2 separate regions of the Mus musculus genome follow, and region 1 is linked to region 2. A link is a contact called in public HiChIP or PLAC-seq data. All regions are on one chromosome and are shown on one strand. Each heading gives the region's core, a stretch centred on a gene start, on an enhancer-like site or on the middle of the called end of the contact. The rest is flanking DNA. Distances are from core to core; before and after follow the strand shown.

Evidence for each region. HiChIP or PLAC-seq counts read pairs in DNA pulled down with a chosen protein or histone mark.
Region 1: a contact with region 2 is called in a CTCF HiChIP or PLAC-seq map of CD8 T cells, with 5 read pairs. The contact joins the enhancer-like site here to the promoter of Kif3a in region 2. A contact is called at or near these places in 1 of 15 datasets of contacts at CTCF or cohesin (CD8 T cells), 2 of 115 datasets of contacts at active chromatin or transcription factors (effector CD8 T cells and embryonic stem cells) and 3 of 9 other capture datasets (adipose tissue, liver and pancreatic islet).

What each region holds. Positions count from the first base shown.
Region 1 is chr11:53,652,182-53,657,682 of GRCm38.p6, reverse strand. It overlaps Rad50 (RAD50 double strand break repair protein), which reads left to right. Exons shown (of 25, transcript NM_009012.2): 22 at 2,065-2,150; 23 at 2,664-2,806; 24 at 5,316-5,449. Among named protein-coding and RNA genes, the nearest start is that of Il13, 20 kb to the right of the region's middle. Within about 2 kb of position 2,407, at least 51 of the 459 cell types and tissues checked have an H3K27ac peak or open chromatin away from gene starts, as enhancers often do. A contact at or near this core is called in CD8 T cells, where this site is marked.
Region 2 is chr11:53,564,172-53,570,281 of GRCm38.p6, reverse strand. Kif3a (kinesin family member 3A) reads right to left here and starts at 2,913. Exons shown (of 18, transcript NM_008443.4): 1 at 2,751-2,913. The coding sequence starts at 2,756. It overlaps A430108G06Rik (RIKEN cDNA A430108G06 gene), which reads left to right and starts at 2,969. Exons shown (of 2, transcript NR_168001.1): 1 at 2,969-3,445; 2 at 4,568-5,628.

The DNA of each region.
Region 1 (5,501 bases), core at 1,158-3,657, 88 kb before region 2:
AGAGATGTTATGTGACTTGGAGCACAGCTTGTCTTTCAGAAGGTGAAGCTACGTCAGTGGCTGCTTCTTTAGATGGCCTACTGCAGTCACCTTGGTCATCCCCAGTGGTTACGCACTGTGCTGCTAACTCCCAGAGAGACCCAACTTCAGCTGCCCGGCCAGCCGACCGACCAACTGTAGCAGTCGTCATTTCTGTGACACCCTGAGCCTTTCTGTACGAGGCTCCCTCTGCTCTGACTCTCTACCCTACTTGGTGTGTGTTCTCCATTCACAAGCTTATTTATGTTAGTTACCAACCAGAGGAAAAAAATAACATTTTAAAAGGCCATTTATAAAATTAGGATCCTAGCATATAAAGCTTTGGAAAAGTAATCTTCACATATGATTGGTTCTCGAAACATTCTGTGAAATACTTTTTGTTACCATTTTCCCTTTTTAAGAAAATAATAGCTGGTTTGTCTACACTTTATGAAAGAAGCATAAAGTATCAGGCAGAGATGAGCGTGGGTTAGAAAATGGAGACCTGGTGAAGCAGAGAGGCTTCTCCAGGCTTACTGTTTCAGCAGCCTGCATCTGATACTTAGACGTATTTATGTTGAGTCATTTCTTTCTCTTTGGCTGGTGACCAGAAGATCACGGAATGATTGTACAGAGGCAGCGGCATTACGTTTAGTTTCTTTTTTTGTATATATCAGATAAGAGGCCAGCAAATGGAAGGGAGTCCGCGCACATCCTTTGCATGGTGATAGCTGTGAAACTTGCCTTCCTACCACTGGAGTGACTTTGTTAGTCCTGTCTCCTGAGAGCTGAGGTAGCTAGGGCAGGCATGGTGTTCAGGTTTAACAGGAAGCTTTGGCTTTCACAAGCATTTCTTCTTTCAGTGTCTAGAGACTACTGCTTTAAAAGAGAATTGAAGTAAGGGTAGGCCTGTGGAGGTTAGTGCACACTGGTACTAGCCCTGGTGACTGATGAGAGAGTCAGGCTTCTAAGTCAAGGCCTCCTTTTGAGCCACAGATGCCTTCGGGTTGGTAAAATTCACAGATCTAAAAAATAAAAGGTAGAAGGGGCTGGCTTTTGATGAACCTTAGCAATTCTAGAAAAACTGGCCACGGTGCATGGTGGCACACACCTTTAGTCCCAACACTCATGAATCAGAATCAGGTGGATCTCTGAGTTCAAGGCCAGCTTGATCTAGAGGACAGCCTGTAGAGACCCTTGTCTCAAAGAGAAATAAAAATTCTAGAATGGCCAGACAGCAGTTCCAGAGACTTTACTTTGTTCTGCGACAAGAACCTCTGGCTAGCTACACCCTCAGCCTTAGCACATAGGTCTGCCCGCAACAGGCCTCTTGCCAGTTCTGGAGAGGCTGCCCCCCAATCCCTCTCCATTGTGATCTTAGGGCCTAGGAAAGAAGTCTGTTAAAGATTTATTTTCTAAAAGGTTCTGGGGATTTGTTTTTAGACAGGGTTTCACTGTATAGCTTTAGGGAATTTACTGTGTAGACCAGGCTGGCCTCTGCCTCCTGAGTGCAGGATTAAAGGTGTGTATGTGTGTGTACCACCACACTCAACCCTTGCAGCTTCTGAGTACTTTAAGAAGTCCTTGGATGCCAGAGGAAAAGACGGAGATGCGTGACAACTTGGGGCCTGGCAGTTCTCAATACCAGGGAAATGGCACTGCTTGGTCCTGTTTAACTTTTTTCTAGACCTTTCCATAGTCTACTTTTCTAATTAAAAGTACTAGGGGTCTGGAGAGATGGTTTTGCGGTTAAGAGCACCAACTGCTCTTCCAAAGGTCCTGAGTTCAAATCCCAGCAAACACATGGTGGCTCACAACCATCCTAACAAGATCTGACGCCCTCTTCTGGAGTGTGTGAAGACAGCTACAGTGTACTTACATATAATAAATAAATAAATCTTTAAAAAAAAAAGTACTAGGGCAGTGATATTATTATCATTATTAGTATACATATTCATATATAATTTAGCATATACTACTACATAGTTATGTCTTTCATATAAATAGTACATATTGTATTAAGTAAAACTGACTTCCTTTTTCCAGAGCAATTATGAAATTTCACAGTATGAAAATGGAAGAAATCAACAAAATTATTCGTGATCTTTGGCGGAGTACCTATCGTGGGCAAGGTAACTAACATGGTGTGTCTCAAATGCTTGTTCCAAAGCTCTGCCCACAGCCTCTCCTGTATGACCTTAGTTGCCAGCTTTGCCTTCTCAAACCCCTTCCTGAGCAAGTCTTTGAGAGTTTTCTAAGAATTCTTATCTTTGCAACATCTTACAACAAAATGAAAATGCAGTTTCTCTTCCAAAGCCCTGTACGACTCATATTGGCTGCAGCAGACACATTTAGCTGATGACATAATGGGTTCTGTGAAAGCGCAGATAGGGATAGGCCCAAGTGTGATAAGAAAAGTACCCAAAGGAAACTCTTAGAAAAGAGCTGGGCCCAGGCGGGGGTGGGCCATCCAGGCTGCATCTGGGCAGACCACATGATCTGAGTCTTCCTGGCCAGAGAGTTTGCAAGGCAGCCAGTGCTCCTAAGGACATCAGACTCACTGTCGTCCCAGGCTTCTATGACGATGTGTTTAAGTGACAAAGGTGTAGTGTAGGTTCTCTAAATTACTCTGCTTACTGTCTCAGATATTGAATACATAGAAATTCGATCTGATGCTGATGAAAATGTATCGGCTTCTGATAAAAGGCGAAATTACAACTACCGAGTGGTGATGCTGAAGGGGGACACAGCCTTGGACATGCGTGGACGATGCAGTGCTGGACAGAAGGCAGGTATCAGCAATCTAGGGAGCCATCTTAGCCTGGAAGATGGCCCTGATGTCACAGAAGTCTTAGAGGACCATTACATGAACGAGAAGCTCCTACAGCTTCCTGGCCACCTTGTGAGACAGACATGGCTACCATCAGTGCACCATCCTGGTGCCAGCCAACATGCCCTGTAGCCCTCTGAAGATCACTTTTAAGAAAAAAGGGTCAAGGGACTGGAGAGATGGCTCAGTGGTTAAGACCACTGGTTGTCCTTTCTTAGAGGTCCTAAGTTCAATTCCTAGCAACCACATGGTGGTTCACAACCTTCTACAATGGACTCTGATCCCCTCTTCTGTCATGCAGTCATACAGGAAGACGAACACTCATACATAAATATATTTAAAAGGAAAAGAGTCAAAGTTACTCAAACCCATTTTCACTTCACAGCATTCCTCAAAGTAAAGTCACTGTTTCATGGGCCCCAAAGATGCATTCTGGTATAACAATGGGCAGGAACATCTCAGAACCTCAGAAGTAATAGTAATTATACTGCCAATCATAAATAACACTAGTAGGGGGAAGGACGTGCCTAAGTTGGTAGAGTGCTTGACCAGCATGATCAGGCTTTGGGTTGACCCCACCACTCTCTAAACTTGGCTATAATCCCAGCACATGGAAGTAGAGACAAGAGAGAAGTTCACAGTTAGCCTGGGCTACAGAGTGAGTGAGCCCAGCCTGGGCTACAGAGGGCCATATTCAGATGAACAAACAACACAGCAAACTAGGAGACATTCTAATCTGTGTCACTGAGAATATAGCCCCTGCATGGGCCTTAAGCTCCATTTCCCCAGCACAGCTTTGGGCTGGGCCTCAGACCATTGAATAGAGAGATCTGCTGTCAGAGCTTTGGTATCATAGGGACTTTCTGCCCCTTACCACTTAAATAAGACACAGTGGCACTACATGAAGCTCCTGGAGGAGGGGTAGTATGTAGGTTTGGAGTACAGGGGAAGTCAGGATGAGAAATGATGTCTCAATAAGGCTAAAGCATGAGACCTGCATCCCAGGAGCACAGGAAGGTCATGAATGTTTGATTTCTGCTAACCATACACAGAGTGCGGATTCTGAGCTGTCATATTAAAGCAGATTTTCATAAAACTTCACAGGCTTAGGGAAGGATGTCACATTACTGGCATAATTATCCCCGTTACTGCCAACCCAGGCAGCTCACACCGATTTCAGGCAAATGAAGGTTACTGTCAAGACCATAGTCTGAAGAAATGACTGACTTGTAATCTATAAACAGGATCCCTGCCTGCTTTGTTTGCTGATGTCTAATGTTGACTATAAATGAGTTTGAAACATGGTTTGTGAACAAAAGTCAGTTTTCCTAGAGCTGCTCTTAAATTGAGAAAACTGGCAGTGCTTGCCTCCTGGTGTAAGGAGAGGTGTCGGATGGATGGTATAGAGGCTGTGGGCCAAGCTGCAGCGTCATGTGAGTGAGTAGTGGTAAACGGGCAGGAGTAGGGGTCAGAAGCAGGAAGGAAGTGTCTGCCCCTCCAAGGGACAGTAAGCTCCTGCACTCTGCTGACCTGCTCGGGGAGTCAGAGGGAAAGTGTGTACTGCCCTGCATTCAGCAGCCCAGAAATTCAGCAGGCAGTGAGGTTAGAGCTCACACAAGAGCACTATGCACTGCCCAGACAGTCTGGGTCCCTTTGCTGTGTCCCTCCAACCCTGAGAGGGCTGGGGCTGAATCTGAGGGTTTAATGTCTCATTTTTAATAACCATGAATGTATTTAGTAGGCTCCCTACAGATAGATGCAAATAGAGCCATATTCTAGTAACTCCAACATAGAATTTGTTCTCCCTCATTGACACAATTACACAAGCAGACACGGTGTGATTTAGAACACACTACCTGGCTTCTCTTTTGGACCAGAGAATTATGGAGATTTAAAGATATCTCTCTAGAAGTTAAAGTGCCTGTGAGGTTAGGAAGATGTAGTGTCCTTGGATTTTCCAGTCAGTTTCATGGCTGAGGGCTGTAAGGCCTGGTGTGGTTTCATACACCTTTAGTCCCAATGCTCAGAGGGCAGAGGCAGGCAGATCTCTGGGTTTGCTGCCAGTCTGGTCTGTGTAGTGAAGTACAGGTGAATCTTAAGACTGCTATTAATATTATCAAGTGCTTATAAATTGTATGCATCTACCGTTAGCCTGTGATGCCAGTTTTTAGTAAATCTGGAATGCTTCCAGGCTGTTTCTCGGTATTTTATTTCAGCACAAATGATAAGCAGAGAAATGTGGTTAATGGTCCACCTTCCAGAAAAGCTTGTATCTCCATTGAACTGTCCTTGACTTCAGCCACCTGTGACATTTCCCACCTCTTACTACATAGCCTGGGATGGCCTAAAACTCAGAGATCTCCCTGCCTTTGCCTTCTGAGTGCTGGGGTTAAAGGTGTGCACTACCACACTCGGTTCATCCACCATGCCCTTCTGTTCTCACATGTGTTATGCAACTTTTCTCCAGGTGCTAGCGTCTCTCATCATCCGACTGGCCCTGGCGGAAACCTTCTGTCTGAACTGTGGCATCCTTGCCTTGGATGAGCCGACAACAAATCTCGACCGAGAAAACATTGAGTCTCTTGCACATGCTTTGGTTGAGTAAGTATTTGAAGTTTAGGGGCAGGTTGTAATATTTTTTTTAAAATACAGA
Region 2 (6,110 bases), core at 1,664-4,163:
AAATGAACTAGTTAGTATACAGGCATTAGCTCAACAGTCCACACAGCTGAAGTTCCTGCCTGAAAAAACAAACAAACAAACAAAAACAAACAAACAAACAAACAAACACGCGTGAAGTGGTTGACAAGCTTTATTAAGAATCTGAGGTCGGACTGGAGCGATGGCTCAGTGGCTAAGAGCACTGGCTGTTCTTCCAGAGGTCCTGAATTCAATTCCCAGCAAGCACATGGTGGCTCACAACCGTCTGTCATGGGATCCGATGCCCTCAGAAGATAGCTACAGTGTACTCATATAAATAAAATAAATAAATCTTTTAAAAAAAAAATCTATGAGGTGAAGCTGTGGTACATACCTTTGATACCAGAACTCCTGAACTCCTGGAGGCAGAGGCAGATGGATCTCTGTGAGTTTGTGACCAGCCTATATAATATAGTGAGACCTTGTCTCTTGCTCTCCCATGACATCTAATTTCATTTCCTAGAATGCATCTGTAAGATTTTTACCATGTGATACCTCCATATACGGCTTTCCTCTCCACCCAAGACAAGTTAAGGACGGAGAAGGCCAATGACATACAGAGAAAAATGTCTTATGAACGTTTATATGAAGTTTTGATTGTCAAAATTTTACATGACAAAGATCCTAGGACTGCCATGAATATGTTTCTCTCCAGTTTGGCCTTCATCACCCTAGGCTAGGTAGCATCACCTGGGCCTTCGTTCGTCGACTACCTACATTCGCTCCTGAATCTAATTAAACCACCCTTCCGTCTGCCCTCTTACACGATGGTGTAAACACAAATCAAATCACATTATTCCCCATGTAAAAATCTCCCCAGATGACAAGCCAAAAATGTTTAGGAGGTACAGAAAAGCCTCTAGGCTTTACCAAATACTCTTCCTCCTCTCAGAGTTTCGTGATCTCCTCTTCCCTGCGGACTTTCCTCGAGTCCTTCGGTCTAGAACATTCCTCATGCCCTTCTTCACTTAGGTGACATCTACTTATCCTTCAGTTTTCAGCTCAGCAGTTCCCATGGGAACACTTCTCTGACTAGGTCAAATGCTTTTTCTATTTAGTAGACTCTGAGAGAGAGCTTTTAAAGAATACATTTTGACTCTGGGTTGCTCCTTGACTGATGTCTGTCATGGTATATTCATCTGAGATTCAAACAAGGAATCAAGGGTCTGAATTCAACCCATAAAATCCTTTTATTTGCCTCAAAGTATTTTTGTTTTGTTCTGATACTGGGTCCCATGAAGCACGGGGCAGCCTAGAATTCTTTATGAAGCCAAGGATAGCTTTGAACTTGAGACAGGATTTCTATGTGTAGCCTTGGCTCTCCTGGAACTTACTCCATAGACCAGGCTGGCCTTGAACTCACAGAGATCCGTCAGCCTCTGCCTCCCAAGTGCTGGGTTTAAAGGTGCCACCACTGCCCGACCAGCCTTAAACTCTAAATCCTCCTCCCTCAACCTTTCAAAGTGTTGGCCAGCTGGCTCAAAGCATTTTTAAGTATTTTAGTCATCTGCTAAAACTGAGAAACTTCACAAATATAGCAATTTAAGTCTTTTGAAAACAAAAGTAGATCTGTTATCTGTAGGCCAGCATTCCTTTATGGAAACCTTTTCCAATTCACCAGATCCAATTTCTGCCATATGCAGATTACTCACTTCATTTATTAAGGCTGTCTTTTCTCTGTTAAATGTATATGGTTTTCACCTCTTCTCCAAAGTCAAAACTTTGGTAATGAGGCTGGAGAGATGGGCCAGTGGTTAAGAGCACTTACAGAGGACCTTACAGAGGACCTGGGCTGAGTTTCCAGCACCCACATGGCAGCTTACTACTGCTTTTAACTTCAGTTCCAAATAATTCCATGCACTCTTCTTCCTTCCCCTGGCACGTGGTGCACATACATACATACATGCAAACACTCATACACATAAAATAAAAATTGAATTAAAAACACCTAGCACAACCTTACCGCCTGCATAGTTAACATATATACGGCTAGTGCGCAATCTTTGTTGAATATTCATTATTCAATAAAGCAATAAATATAAACAAACACTGAGCATTTTGTGCTAAATGTCAAGCCCTGTCCTTCAAGTGTCCTGTGCATTAATTTATTTTGCCTTGATAAAAACCCCAAGAAGGAAAGTTTAAATGTGTAGGAACTAAGGGCCCAGACGCTGTAAATAACCATCGAAGGCCCCATAACCAATATATAATCTACCATGGCTCAAGTCTTCTCCAATGGGACTTACAACCACCCCCTTATTATGGCACGATAACAATCCGTGAAATCCTAGGAGGTAACCAAATCGCCACCGCATACTCGCACAAAGACACCTACAGGTTACATTCTGCACCATAAGCTAAGGTGCCCGCTCGGAATGACAGCTTATACCCAGGGAAGTAGGGGGCCAGAGCGTAGACTCTGGGGTTCCGAGCATCCGCAAGACCATGGTGGCCACGCGCAGCCACCAAGCCTCCACTGTCCGCGCGGTGCTTTTCTGTCTGGCAGAGCAGGCCTGGCGAGATGCAACGCGTTCCGGGGCAACTGGGCGGGTCCCGAGCGGCCCCCGATGCGTCCGGACCCCAGCCCCGCCGCCCCACCGCCCTTCTCCTCCAAGGCCTCCCGGCCTGGCCACCCTGCCCCGCCCGCCGCGCGCTTCTATGGCAACGGCCGCGCCCCCGAGCAGGGCCGACACGATGAGCCGAAGCCCCCGTGGCCGACTGTCCATCCTCACCGGCATGGTGGCCGCGTCCGGTGCTCCGCCAACGTCCCCACTCCGGATGCAGCCCAACAACACCGGGTTTGGGGGCGAGGCTGGCCACAGGCGACCGCAACACCTTAGCGCTCCAGAGACTGCGGCTCACACAGCTACAGAGGGCAGTGCGCAGGCGCACTCTGAGCTCGCCCCGCCCAATCTCGGGTGTCCTGGGCTCTTGAAGTACGCATGCGCAAGGCCTTTCCGCGTCCATCTCCATGGACGCTAGACTGGGGCAACGCCTGCGGGGTGCTGCCATCGCTCTGCTCTGTAAAGCTGGTTCATGTTGAGGCCACCAGGACATCTGACCCGCTCAGACTGCCAGGAGCTTCCGGCGCTGGCAGTGTCCCAAATATTGAAAACAACAGTGGACAATAGCGTACCAGATTCTGATGACTCCTTATTTTATGAGGAATATCAGGGGTTGGGTTCTGTTTATCTCTACTATCTGTCTGCACCAAAAGTTTGAATGAACAGGACCCTGATCCAGCCATATGAGGAGAGAGCGGAGACCAAGGAGACCAACAGGCCAGGAAGGTAAAGGGGGAAAAAAAGTGAAAATGACCAGCAGAGTCAAAATGGATGGATTATATAGGGAAGGACCCCAGAAGGGCAGCTCAGCACCTGGGCCGGAAGGTTCACGGGGTGGACTATGCCAGCCAACCCTGTAACAGGTAGGGACTGAGGGATGCTGGGAGCATCCAGGTCTGCTTTAATATGTGAAAAAGGCACCTCAACCATTTGTTGGGAGTTTGAGACCTAACTCAAAGGAGAAGCTCCGTCTAAATAGCCATTTGCCCAACAGAACTGCTTAGGGTTTCTCAGTTATGGGAGAGTTTGTTTTGTTTTTGGTTTGTCTTGGGGGGGGGGGTTTCTCACTGGATAGACCAGGATGACCTTGAGCTCACAGAGATCTTTTGACTCACGAGTGCTGGCATTAAAGGCATCTTCATCACACCCGGAAGTTATAGGAGAGTTTAAGTTGCAAGTAATTATAAAGTGTGTTCTGTGTTAACATTCAAAATGTTCATCTTGGGTCTGAAGAACTGGCTCAGCAGTTAAGAATGCATACTGATCTTGCAAAGGGCTGGAGTTAGGGTCCCAGCACTCAGGTCAGGCATTCACAACTGCAGCTCTAGGGGAATCCCATGCCCTCTTTTGGTCTCTGTGGGAACTGTACTCACATGCATATATCCACTCATAGAGACACACATATACTTAATTGTAAAAAAGTCTTCTTTTGCTGGGCAGTGGTGGCGCACCCCTTTAATCCCAGCACTTGGGAGGCAGAGGCAGGCGGATTTCTGAGTTTAAGGGCAGCCTGGTTGACAGAGTGAGTTCCAGGACAGCCATGGTTACACAGAGAAGCCCTGTCTCAAAAAAAAAGAAAAAAAAAGTCTTCTTTCAAAACTTCCTCTTCAATACATCACAGTTAGTCTTGACTATTAGAAACATGTTTTGTATTACTTCTCAAAGATGCTGAGTAGGAGAAGGTAAAATACCCATTTCTTATGGTCATGTAGACCACCATTGCACAGCTGTTGCTAATAAATGACAACCCCCTATCCTTTCATTACAGTTTTATACTTATTTATGTAAGTGTATGGTCCAATACGCATATGCCACAGCTCATATGTGTGGAGGTCAGAGAACACCTTTCAGGAGTTGGTCTCCTCTTCTTCTTTCCCTGTGTGACCTCACTGATGGAGCTGAGGTAGTCAGACTTAGTGGCAAGCACATCTACCCACTGAGCAATCTTGCTGGCCACTAAAGTTTTTGGTTTTTTTTTTTTTAAGATGTCTCTATTCTAAATGAGTCTTGAAGTGGAAAGTTCTGGTTTCCTTGGAAAGTTATGCCAAGCAATGTTTTGCTGGGGCACAAAGGTGAAAGGATGTCTTGCTAAAGCAAACACGTGAAAGACTGTTTTCCTGAAGCAGACACAGGTGAAAGGGTGTTTGGATAGAGCAAACTCATGAAAGGACCTGTGATGAAGGAGTAGAAACATGACCCCGCTGACAGTGGGAGACGAGCACAGAGCACTGGTTTGATTTGCTCCACCTCAATATTCTTCTCTAACAACATTCATGTATTGGTTCGCCTTACATTGAGCTCAACTCTGATACTGAGAGAAACTCAACAAAGAAACTGCTCATAAGGTTCCTATGGTAGCTTGCTGCGTCTAAGGCCTCTCCTCAGGCCGGTTGACAAGCCTGGCAACTTCTCCAGGATTGAACTACAGTTGCTGGTTCGTGATTGGTGTCTGCCTGCCAAGAGGACTGGAATGTAGTTGTTGGTTCATGGTTGGTGTCTGCCTGCCTAGAGGACTGGTCTGAAGCTGCTGAGTTGTATTTGGTATTTGCTATGGGACTGATCTGCTGACCAAGAAGATCAAGCTCACCTCCAAAGAACTATCGTTGAACAGGTCCACTTCCCTCCATCCTAATAACGTGTCTCTTCCACTCCCTCTGCTGAGTGGTAGGCTAGAGGAGAGGTTGAACCCTTCTTAAAAGTAGGTTGCAAAAAATTTATGCTACAGAATTCATGTTCCTAGTTATGCCTATTTTACCTTGTAAGATCCTGCATTTGAATGTATGTTACATTACATCATACTATACTACACAGAGCTATATAGGCCACCACGAGCCTCTTGAGGCTAGACACTTTAAGATGGTTTTTCCTCTTTGTGTTACTTCTCTGAGATAGTATTTGAATGTTTGCTGAAAGACTGAAATGAATCCGTTTCGAGTATATTGCTTTATGTTCAAATGCCTTCCACTGATGTAAAGGTTTTTGGTTGTGTAAAAAAATCAAATTATTAATACTATACAAAAGTTAACATAAAAGAAAAATGGCCATCATACATCGGATCCAGAAGCATGGGGAGCAGGCCTTCCAGAATGACTGCGCTTGTAAGTTTATTTCCTGTACCACCAGCAAAAACAGAGCTACTTTGGAGTAAGTCCAGAGTCTCACCTGTCTCACCACAGCCTAGTGCAGAACCTGGCCCAGAAGAACCAATGATCCACCCTCCTTCCACCCAACCTCTCCCCTGAGCATCAGTCCACTAGGTTGCATAACGGATATTTTAAGTTTATTCTGTCAAAGTTTAAGTCCTGTTCCCCAGTCCTCTTGGCCTCCCTTCCTCCACACTATCCCTGTCACATATACACAGAAAGGCTCCATCTAGGCTTCCTCCTCTCAACTAGAAACAGAATTCTGACAATTGCTCTGCTCAAACCCCAGTGTCTCTCTTCCACCCCAATCCCAATCCTTCAACACAGCCCATTGAAGAATCTGCCTTAGCCGGGCAGTGGTGGCGCACGCCTTTAATCCCAGCAC